Linked DNA regions of Mus musculus: regions 2 and 3 are each linked to region 1. The links are chromatin contacts, called in public HiChIP or PLAC-seq and promoter capture Hi-C maps. All regions are on one chromosome and are shown on one strand. Each heading gives the region's core, a stretch centred on a gene start, on an enhancer-like site or on the middle of the called end of the contact. The rest is flanking DNA. Distances are from core to core; before and after follow the strand shown.

The links. Promoter capture Hi-C pulls out the DNA fragments that hold promoters and counts their contacts. HiChIP or PLAC-seq counts read pairs in DNA pulled down with a chosen protein or histone mark.
Region 2: a contact with region 1 is called in a promoter capture Hi-C map of 3T3-L1-derived adipocytes, with 4 times the contacts expected there. The contact joins the enhancer-like site here to the promoter of Gcsam in region 1. A contact is called at or near these places in 4 of 39 promoter capture datasets (3T3-L1-derived adipocytes, hippocampal neurons, liver and 1 more), 6 of 484 Hi-C or Micro-C datasets (CD4 T cells, the G1E-ER4 cell line, brown adipocytes and 3 more) and 1 of 9 other capture datasets (liver).
Region 3: a contact with region 1 is called in an HNF4G HiChIP or PLAC-seq map of pancreatic cancer cells. The contact joins the promoter of Cfap44 here to the promoter of Gcsam in region 1. A contact is called at or near these places in 4 of 39 promoter capture datasets (3T3-L1-derived adipocytes, liver and pre-B cells) and 1 of 115 datasets of contacts at active chromatin or transcription factors (pancreatic cancer cells).

Annotation. Positions count from the first base shown.
Region 1 is chr16:45,608,866-45,612,541 of GRCm38.p6, reverse strand. It overlaps Gcsam (germinal center associated, signaling and motility), which reads right to left and starts at 2,102. Exons shown (of 5, transcript NM_008099.4): 1 at 1,982-2,102. The coding sequence starts at 2,010.
Region 2 is chr16:44,491,698-44,495,323 of GRCm38.p6, reverse strand. Boc (biregional cell adhesion molecule-related/down-regulated by oncogenes (Cdon) binding protein) reads left to right here. Exons shown (of 19, transcript NM_172506.2): 9 at 2,352-2,511; 10 at 2,906-3,016; 11 at 3,425-3,626. Among named protein-coding and RNA genes, the nearest start is that of Gm30064, 37 kb to the left of the region's middle. Within about 2 kb of position 1,308, at least 109 of the 459 cell types and tissues checked have an H3K27ac peak or open chromatin away from gene starts, as enhancers often do. A contact at or near this core is called in 3T3-L1-derived adipocytes, cerebral cortex and regulatory T cells, where this site is marked.
Region 3 is chr16:44,392,853-44,396,433 of GRCm38.p6, reverse strand. It overlaps Cfap44 (cilia and flagella associated protein 44), which reads right to left and starts at 1,635. Exons shown (of 35, transcript NM_001033247.1): 1 at 1,586-1,635.

The DNA of each region.
Region 1 (3,676 bases), core at 853-3,352:
TAAAATTGGTGAGTACTTCTTTGTATGCACCAGTCTTTTTATGCGCTGCATTCCATTTAGTTTCAGAACAAGGCCATCAGTTGATGCTATTGTCCTGTTATTTATTAAAAAGGAATCTGGGGACAGAATTTAGGCAACTTGTTTGAGGTTCTACAACCAAGAAGGGGGAAAAGCTGGGTTTCCTTTTGGGAAAATGCTTTTCTCTAAGACCTTGGGCTCTTCCTGTTAGGAAGAGATATTTTCTGTCCTCTGATCTACAGAGACATAGAAAGGAATGTGCCCACGGGGATAAAAGAAGAAAGATGGACAACAGGTGCCAGCATAGGAAGAGGGATGCTGGAATAACTGGGCAATTATTTAGGGATACAAAATAATATCTGAACCATGCATTGATGTATAAGACTAAATGTAAATTAATAAATCACACACTAAAACAATGAGTGTGTGAATTGGTAAGGAAGGACTACCAGGAATGAGCACAGGGAAAGAAACCTAAGGGATTTCCTGAAAGAATTGGATCATCTTTAAAATGTAATGAACACAGATAATAAAAATCAAACCACAGACTAGAAAACAATATTAATTTCTGCAATATTTATGAAAAGAAACCATTAAAAATACAAATAGCTTTTAACTTCAGAAACGTAATACACTAAACCTCAAAGAAAAATTAATTGAAGGCATACTGGCTCTTAGTAGAAAAGGAAATACAAGTGACTATCAGATATAGGAGCTAAAATAAAGACTGTGGGTATAAAGCTGTAACTCTAAGTGTGGTTAGCAGCTCATCTCATCTTCTTCTGCTTGTATTTCTATACACTTCACCTTCTCATAGTAAATATACTTTGGTGCTACACCACTTAACCCCACAGCAAAGTTCTGAAACACGAAAGTGCAGGTATGTCATCTATCACTGCTTCTTCATCTATACCATATCTTCATTTTGCTTTCTCTCTCCTCAGGAATGCTTCCAGTCATCAGTCTAGCACTGAGTACCTGCTGTGTGCCAGAAACAAAGGCAAGAACCAGGCATTCACAAAGCAGTGAGCAGAAATTAAGAAGCAATTGTGCTTTACAGGATGTCACAGGGAGCTATAAGGGCAGCCATTCATAATCTTACTAAGGCTACTAGAAGCAGGAGGAGGCTTGGGAGAGTCCAGGGCAAATACTGGCTCTCTGGAAAAGACGTGAATACTGCCAAGCCTCCTTTGGGTAAGTAGCATTTGTGTAAGACGTCATTTTTCTATGTTCCCCTTTATATGTTATATAAGACCAAGGCAGCAAGGAAGACCCCCTGCCAGACCTCTATAGATCACCTAACTTTATACCATAGAAATTCTCTTATTTTGTGTGATCATATTTTCTTTTACATGTGTTCTCTTTGATTGAATGAAAAATTTGCTCTGAAAATTGAGAAGAGTCCCCCATCACTGAGACCTTCTCTGTCAGGGACCATGGTGCCACCATCTACACTTGGAACCTCCGGGTAGGATTATAAATTTTTTTTCCATTTAAAATGAGGAGACCAAAGTCCAGGAAGATGAAGGCAAGTCTTCTCCCTAGTGACAAGACCTTTTCCTTAACCCGCCTATAAGTGTACTAACTGCCGTCTCAACATGGCAGGAAATGTGGTGTTTATTTTAAATTTATAAAGACTCCCCGAAAGGGTGGGCACATATAACTCATTCAGGAACATCCAGGGCCCAAGAAAGGATGCCTTTCCCCAGCCCCAGGACAGCTGTTTCATTTCTTAGATGGACAGGAGTCCTCCTTTAATAAGTTCTTTCTCTCATTTCACCTGTTCTTATGTTCTCATTGTCTCTGTGTGTGAAAACCTGTAAGGATAGTCACATGGTGTATGGCTCAGGAGGGACTGAATTCTTGTCACACCCCTTCCCTAGTCCATTCACCCTAAAAGCTGTCCTCTTTTTTTCTTTCACCTCTGGCTCAGGTCTCTGCTCGCAGGAGGGAGTGAGCTCACCTGGTTGTCCTCTGCAAACAGTTCCCCATGAGGCAGGCCCCTCAGCACCTTCCCTCTGGTAGTCTCCACTTCCTTCTCAGCCGGCTTGCACCTTGGTCTGGCACTGTGCTCTGTAACTGGCAGTTTCCGACTGACAGTAGCTTCAGAGCTGCTCTGGTCACCCGTGTAGAGTCAGAAAGAGGAGGTGCCTGCTGGATGGTGGAGGAAGAGGCTGAGGGGGAGATGAGAGGCACATTTGTGTGTCTTGAAAGACCAGGGCCTTGATGCACCAGACTATTAACCAAAGGAAAAAAAGGTTGGTTAGGGAGAGGGTTAGCCACTAGGGAGTCCCAGGCTTTTCCTAACGGAGGAACCATGGGAGATTTTCCATGGCAGACACCTGTATTTAGTAAGAAAGTCAAATGGGAGAGGATCATTGTTTAGAAGCAAACAAAACAAAAAAGTCTGAAATATCAAATACCCCCCCTCAAAAAAAAAAAAAAACTCCAAAAGGGAAAACAGAATCAAGCCACAGTCTAGCTGGGCATATATAAACTTTCAAAATGTACTCACGAGCACATATACTGGAGTAACTGTACAAACAAGGCAAGTTGAGAGGGACCATTGCTGAGTGAAGTGGCCACAGAGCCATAGAGAGGGGAATCATAGGGTAAAATGGTTTGATGTGGGAAATGGGAAAAATAGGAGCACTCTAATTACTGTGTGTGTGTGTGTGTGTGTGTGTGTGTGTGTGTGTGTGTGTGTGAAGGATGATAAATCCAGAAGGAAGAAGGTAAAATAACAGTAAGGATGGCTGAAAAAGTCATAAGGAGTCATACTACTAGCTCTCTACCTAAAAATACCTGTAGTTATGGAAGTCCGTGCATAAATATATTGGTTTAAATAAAAATTCCCCATCTTGTCTGACAATGCCTCCTCCAAAAGTCAAAATTCATCTAACCGAAACGGCAGCACCACCCTTTATAAATCATCTTTTGAGCTGTTGGTTAGGGCTATCAAAGACTCCCTAAACACAGAGCCTTATTGCTATTGCTCTTGGCTGCCCTCTAAAGGCAGAATTTGAGTCCATATTGCTGCAGATACCTTGCATTTCAGAGGCCCAGACTCCCAGGACCCAGAAATAACCTGAATATCTCCTGGACTGCTTGCCAGGAGCACCCCACTCCCTGCACAGACAGGTGGCAATGATATTAGGAAAGGATCTTGTTCTTTGTCTCCACCGTAGTGGCTGTGTGTCTGTGCCTTCTTTACTATGGTACTAAGGATGTGTAAACTGTATATAAGTTATACTGCTTAAATGAATCCTGGGACTGCAATCATCGTTTGAATGATGGTTGTTTCTTGTTTGGTTACTCATTTGTTCATCCCGTCAACAAGTGTGTGTTGAGAACCTACTGTGTGCCGAGGACCTTGGGCTCAACAGTGAGCAGAACAGAGGAGATATATTTCTTTATTTGACTTTCAGCAATACAGAAGTCATATCTAAGGCAAACAGCAGGATGGGGACTGTCTTAGTTATTGTTCTGTTGCTGTGAAAGACAATATGAACAAATCACCCCGTATGGAAGAAAGTAATTGTGGGCTTGCTTCCAGTTTCAGGGGATTCACTCTGGTGGAAAGCAGACAGGCGTGGCCTAGGAGCAGTCGCTGAGAACTTCACATCCTGATCTGCAGGCAGCAGAGAGAACAAGGACT
Region 2 (3,626 bases), core at 59-2,558, 1.1 Mb after region 1:
CAAAAATGCTTTGTGCGCTTGGTAGAAAATATGGAAATGTGAAATGGAGCGAAAAATACTTACCCACCTTTTCCTACTCCAAAAGCAAACAAGAAAACAAGCCTCCCCTCCCATGGTGGAATGTTCTGAATGCTCTGACTCTGCACAAGCCAGGTCCCTGCTGCAAACACCACTGGCCTCGAATAGTCTGGCCTTCTCTGTGTCTTCCCCTTCCAGAAGACCCGGGTACTAAAGAAGTTCCCGGAGACCTCAGGTGGTCAGAAAAGTACCGGAGGCAGAGCAACACCCTGTACCCTCATGTAGTTTCCCATATAGGCACAGGAGAGACCACAGTTCCCTCCCCCACACCACCTCCAGGACCAGCTAAAGGTGTAAATGGCTTTCTGAAAAGTAACAGCCTTGTTTAGCCTGTGTTCCAGGGCAGGGCTGGTCCCAATCCTTATTTTACTGTGTAACTAGACACCTCCCTGTGAGTTGTAGACAAAGATTAGGGAAGCCAAGTACCCAAGAGACAGAAACCAGTGTGATAGTAAGAATAATATTTTTCAGGCCAATAGGTGGCCCTGAAACTACCTCCCACTACAGGCAAGGAGGCAAAGACCGCACTGGGGTAATCCGGAAATGCCAAACTGATGCCTGCGTTCACCCTCCCAGTGTGTGTGACAGTGACTAATTACCCTTGCATTTCTTATTTTCATTTCTGGGTCCCAGTGGAAGTCTGAGGCCGGTGCTGGGAGGGCAGAGGGAGGAGGAGGTACAGGAAAATGACAGTCGGGACAGGGGCCCTGCTGAGTCTGGCTTCCATTAGGCATTGCCCTGTGGAACAGTTGGAGCTTTTAAGTGAATGTTGCCAAGACAGAAAGTATGTCTTGAAAGCTGTTCTTGCTCACGGAACTAACATAGCTTAATGGTCGTCACCCAAGAAAGAAGGTCGGAATCAGAAGTCAGCATTGGGTTGTGGGTTTGGGTTTTTTGGGGGGTTGTTTTGTTTTGTTTTTGTTTTGTTTTGTTTGTTTTTTGTTTTTGTGGGTTTTTTTGTTTTGTTTTGTTTTTTTCTATTCTCTGTCTTTTGCAGGGCATTGGGAATTAGTCAGGCTGATTTTCACGTGCACAGAGCAAGTTTCATCTCATCCACTGTAGACCTAGGCTACTGTGTTTGGGTTTCCAGCATCACTGGGGACTCTCAGCTTGTGAAAACCTTTCCCCTTGGAACAAATCCTGGAAGCCCGACATTAATGAGCTCAGACCATCCCCTGGCCTTGAATGGGACGTTTTGTTCTACTTGCGAATACTTTGCTCAGGGATAAGAGCTTTCCCCAGCAGCTGGTCGCTTTCTTAATCAAACCTCAGCTCTCTATTCTGGCAGGCTTTCTGAGATGCACAGAGCTGGCCACAAAGTCCTTCTTAAAAGATGGTGGGTGGGAGGAAATAATCTCTCACCATTGCCTTTCGGTGCCCGGAGTTCTCCCATAAATATTTTTTTAAAGAGCTAACCATTAAAAGTTCATTTATAATCCTTCACGGACACCCTGTTTTTTAAGCTTCAAGAACAGGGACAGGGAGCAGAAACCGGAGAAGAATTTTAAAGTGAGAAATCTCACAGGGTGAAGGGTGCCAAGAGCGTCAGGAGACAGGCCAGGCATTCATTTGTTGGGAACCTCACCTGTGCCAAGTCATCTCATTTGACTCCAGAGTAACTCAAGACATTGTATTTGCCCATCTTAGGGATGAATGGCTCAGGGCTCACCAGTGTGGGAGTTTGTTTGGGGTTATACAGTCAGAACTTGAATTTGGGGTTTTCCACTCCCAGAATCCTCTGTCTAGAACAGGTAACTTCTGAGCATGCTCTTTGGACACAAGTGCTCACTAGCTTTGCAACCATGGATGAATTCCTCAGCTCTCCGGGCTGAGGCTCTTTGCTGTGGACACTGACTGCTGAGACTTAGGGACAGGCAGTGCACTGAGAATGAGCACACTAGGACCATCTTTCCATTGCTTCCACTTTTGTTATCATTCCTGCCACCATCTCTCCTTAGAATATGGACTGAAGGGCTCGGGTTTGGCTTCATATGCAAGCAGAGAGAACATAGATGAGGAGGTTGCAGGAGATGGGAGAGTGGCCTTTGGGGGACTGACAGTTCAGTCTAGCTTTGTAGCTATCCTTGCAAACTTTCCTTAATAGGATCATTACCTTAGAGAGTAGGAGAACCAGTCTGAGCTCTGCAGTCCCACCAGCCTTTAACCTAGCCCACGGTCCTCTTTCTCTCTTCCTGCCATCTTGGGCTCAGGCCGAAAACCTCCTGGACACCACAGCAGAAGCAGGTCCTTACCCCAGTCACCCTCTTCAGCAGGTCACGAACTCCTCTGACGACTGGACCATTTCTGGCATTCCAGCCAACCAGCACCGCCTCACCCTGACCAGGCTTGACCCTGGAAGCTTGTACGAAGTGGAGATGGCAGCCTACAACTGTGCTGGCGAGGGCCAGACAGCTATGGTCACCTTCCGAACAGGTAAGTCAAATATTTTTGCTTAGCTCAGAGTTCCAAAGGCCCGAGCAAGTTATAGTGAGGCCAGATGCAAAGTCCTGTTCACTTTGTTCACCTCTGTCCTTCTCCAGTGGCTGCCTCTGTGGACTTATGTGCCTGGACTAAAGCACTACCTTTCTTTATAAGATTGATGAACCTCTCTGGCATCCCCCCCCCCCCCCCCCCCCCCCCCGCTCAGCACAAGGATCAATAGCAGCACAATAGTAGAGAAAGCTGGGAATTACACCACACTTTCATTACCCTGAAATCTTAGTTGTATCACCTTGGTGCAGCCCTTGTCAGAGTCTTAGGCAAAACAGGAGTTTAGGAAGGGAGAGCTCATATGCTCTCTCACTTGTTCTCAATCCTTCTCACCCAGGACGGCGGCCCAAACCTGAGATCGTGGCCAGTAAGGAGCAGCAGATCCAGAGAGATGACCCTGGTGCCAGTCTCCAGAGCAGCAGCCAGCCTGACCATGGCCGCCTCTCCCGTAAGCCCAGCAACAGTGAGGGGCAGGCAGAGGGTAATAAGGACAAACTGTCACAGAGGACTCGTTGCTGCAGGTTAAATGAGGTTAGGGTTCTGAGGTCCAAGAGTCCCAGTGACATATTCTGCATCTCTTTAGTGAACCACAATGAAAATATGCCCTTTGGAGAAAATACTGGAATTACCGAGTCTGTGGATCCAGAGAACATTAATTCTCTACCCTCTATTTTTGCAGAAGAGTAGATGAAGAAACACTGGGGACTCTCCCATGCAAGGGAATGTGATAAACACAACAGCAGGCAGAGGAAGGAACAGGCCCTTGTTAGGCTCAGGTTGGGTCTAGGTGGTCCAGAGCATCATCTCATGGTATCCCTGTTTGTCTATGTCTTTCCTCTGTGCACGGCCATCCCAGCCCCAGAAGCTCCAGACAGACCCACCATCTCCACAGCTTCTGAGACCTCCGTGTACGTAACCTGGATTCCCCGAGGGAACGGCGGCTTCCCGATTCAGTCTTTCCGTGTAGAGTACAAGAAGCTAAAAAAAGTGGGAGATTGGATACTGGCTACCAGTGCCATACCTCCCTCGAGGCTCTCTGTGGAGATCACAGGCCTAGA
Region 3 (3,581 bases), core at 386-2,885, 1.2 Mb after region 1:
AGCTTGTGGTAGGGTCTTTTTGCTTGCTTGCTTGCTTGCTTGCTTGCTTGCTTGCTTGTTTGCTTGCTTGCTTGCTTGTTGTTGGGGTTCTTATCTGATGGCAAACACAAGTCTAAAATTCTCTGCACACATGATCTCACTTGCTTTTAAAATACAAGGCAGATGCTAATATCACAATTTTGCAAGTGAGAAAGAAGAGCAGTTAGATATTTCGTCCTTCCCTATCACCCACCTCATGCAATCTATTTCCAAGACGCGTTGCCAAATGGCCAGCTATGAAGACTTATGCTTTCACCCTTGTCCTCACCTCTTTAAGTACCAGGCTCACTGTCCCTGTCACTGCAGATACCCTCTGCTCCTACTCTGTTTCTCTAATCCATTTTATCTTTAAATTTTCTTTTCATGGGAGCTGGAGAGGAGAGATACCCCAGCAGTTAAGAGCACTGGCTGTTATTCCAGAGTACCAGGGTCAAGTTTCCAGCACTCCTGTGGCAGCTCAAAACCATCTTTACTCCAGTCCTAGAGCAGTCAATACTTTCTTATAGCCTCTGTGAGCACTGCACACATGTGGTACACGGATATACATTCAGACAAAGACTCGTACACATAAAACAAGAGTAAACAAAACCTTTAAATTTTCAGCTTTTCGTTACATTTATTTATATCTTCTTTGTGGGTAGGTGGGTACATGTGTGGAGGTCACAAGACAAATTTGTGGACATTCTTTCCTTCCGCCATGCAGGTGACAGGGATGGGACTCAGGTTGTCCGGCTTGGTGGCGAGTGCCTTAACCCATCGAGCCACCTTGCCAATCTTTTAATCTGTTTTCTGCCTTGCCCTTTGTATTCCTGAGAGAGCTACCAGAGCACCACTATGTTACAGCTTCGTCATCGAGTGACTGACTCTGTTGCCATCACAGAAGAATGCAATACAAACCCTCATCACGGTGCAAAAGCCCTTCGTGGTGAGGTTGCAGATCGCTGCTGCATCTCACACCCACTCTGTTCCTACTCCCCTTTGGCCCCTTTTCTCTGGTGTCTTACTAAGCAGGCAAGTAAGACTACTCATGACTAACGAATACCCTGTACACTCGCTCCCTACCGCCTTTGCCTATTACCAGCGTTCAGCTGCACTCCTGAGACACTTGGCCTGCATTTAAATCTTAACAAGAACCCTAGGAGGCAAACACAGCCATTCCCCCCCCCCCCCCAGATAAGGAAAATAGTGTAGAAGGGCCCACTGAGAAGGCTCACAGCTAAGGGTGGGCAGGGGTGGCTTTGTTGACCCAGGCACATTTCCAGCAGGCTTTCTTCTTCCCTCTGTGGTGACCTAACTTCTCTGGCTACCTGGTTGCTTCTTAACCTGCATCACCAGTTCCCTGCAGGCTGGAGCTGTGCATGTCTAACCCGCACTGGTTGCTTCTGATGTTTGCGTTGAATTACCACAGGAGGACCGGGGAAGTGTTCCAGAGAAATTGGACCATACTAGTTCCACCTAGAAGGTGGAGTTCACTGCTCTCTGAGTCGCTACCAGATTTAAGGGAGACTTATGGGGACAGCCCGGCCCAGGCTAAGAGCCCACTTACCGGAGGTGTTCGCTACAGCAGCTGGTTTCTAGTCACACCCGCCCAAGGACTCCGTTTACTGCGGTTGCCATAGCAACGTCCCTCCGCCTGCTGGTAGTGATGTTGGGGGAGGGGAACAGCAGGCTATTAGGCGCATGCGCAGCATCCCCCAAGGTTTTTGCCTAAACTGAGGTGTTGCCACAGAGTCGTCCGTGTGCCCTGGGGAAGAAGCTACTGCGACACCCCCCACCCTCAGGAAACAGAAGCCCAGCATTCCAACAATTTATGAACCAGATGACAGAGTATTTGGGTACTTGCCCAACTTTCCAAACCGGCCAAAGGGTCCTAAGGCAATTATTTGCCAATTAAAAACAAAACTTAAAATGGTGTGGTCTTGGCTGCAGAAGGCAGCTTCCAGATACATCAACATCGAAGACGAGTATTTTCTAAAGCTTACCTGTGTTTTTTAAAAAGTAAATAAGGGTTGTGTTGTGAATTCTTGCTGTAGGAGGTGGGCAGCAGCAAGAGGATTAATTTTGGGTTTTTGTTTTTAATCTGCAAGGTATGTATTGGACAAAGGACTTGTATATAAAATATATGACGAGCTCATTCCTGTTTTGTTTTGTTGTTTTTGTTTTTGTTTTTGTTTTTGTTTTTCAAGGCAGGGTTTCTCTGTGTAGCCCTTGCTGTCCTGGGACTCACTCTGTAGACCAGGCTGGCCTCGAACTCAGAAATTCGCCTGCCTCTGCCTCCCAAGTAATGGGATTAAAGGCGTGCACCACCATCGCCCGGCTCATGCCTTTAATAAAAAGGCAAATAACCCAACAAAAACTGAACAAAAAGTTTTGAAGCTACTTTATGAAAGAAGGCATACAAATACCAATGAACAGACCAAATAGGTAAGGCATCACTATCAGGGATGAAATACAAATTAAGATGCAACAACTCAGCCACCGAGAAAGAAAAAAAAGACTGACCAAATACTAGATAGGATTAGTAGTAACAAGAGAAGGTATGTGTGACTAGTGAGAGTATAAATGGGATGTCAGAAAACCACTTAATTTCTTGAAATTTAATCATGCATTCTTATGTAAGGCAGTAATTCATCTCTAGTTTTGCATCTAAGACAAATGAAATATTTAATCTCCTTCATAGTATGTTTATTTGTAACAGGTTAAAGTTGGAAACAAGTCCAGGCATTTGGTATCGGGACACTTAAGTACAAAATTATGGCACAGTCATACAATCAAATACTAATACAGAATACAAAGGTTTATCAATTGACACACATAACGTGGGTCAATCTCAAAATCATGTTGAATGTGAGAAGCCAAAATAAAGATACTGTTGTTAATCCTGAGATTTAACAGGAAAAAACCAATTGCACCATTTTAGGCCAAACTTGAAGCAAGCTTTATTAAATATTAAATACTGACCAAGAGATGGACTTTGGTCAGGACCACTCCCTGGAACTTCCCAGCTGAGTGGCTCTGAGACATCTATTGCAGGGGTTTATAGGACAACCCCATAGGCCACAGTACTGTGTCATGAGGTTTTTATTATATTCCAAGAACCACAACTCCCAGCATTCCAGGAAGTTACCTGGTCCTTGGGCAGGTGGGGCTTACAGGTTAATTTCGGGCATTACTGTATTTTCTGAATGACTCCATTTATATGAAATTCCAAAATAATCTTTGGGGACAGGAACCACATGTATAGTGTTTCCTGCTGGTGTACAGGTGGTAGGGCTGACAGAGATGGACATACAAGGTCAGAGGGATTGGTACTTTATATGCATCCTAAAATTGACTGGTAAATTAAGGTCTAAGCATTTCACTGTACATACATTGTATGGTAACTACAGCATTTAAAAGGTAGAGGTGGCCCACGTAATTTTACAAGCCAGATACAGTTTTCAAATAGACAATATTAATTTCAACACTAAGGCTGAGGAGGTATATGAATAACTATTAATTCACGAGGAAAAAGTATCAGGGTTCTGAACAGGGTGATTTTT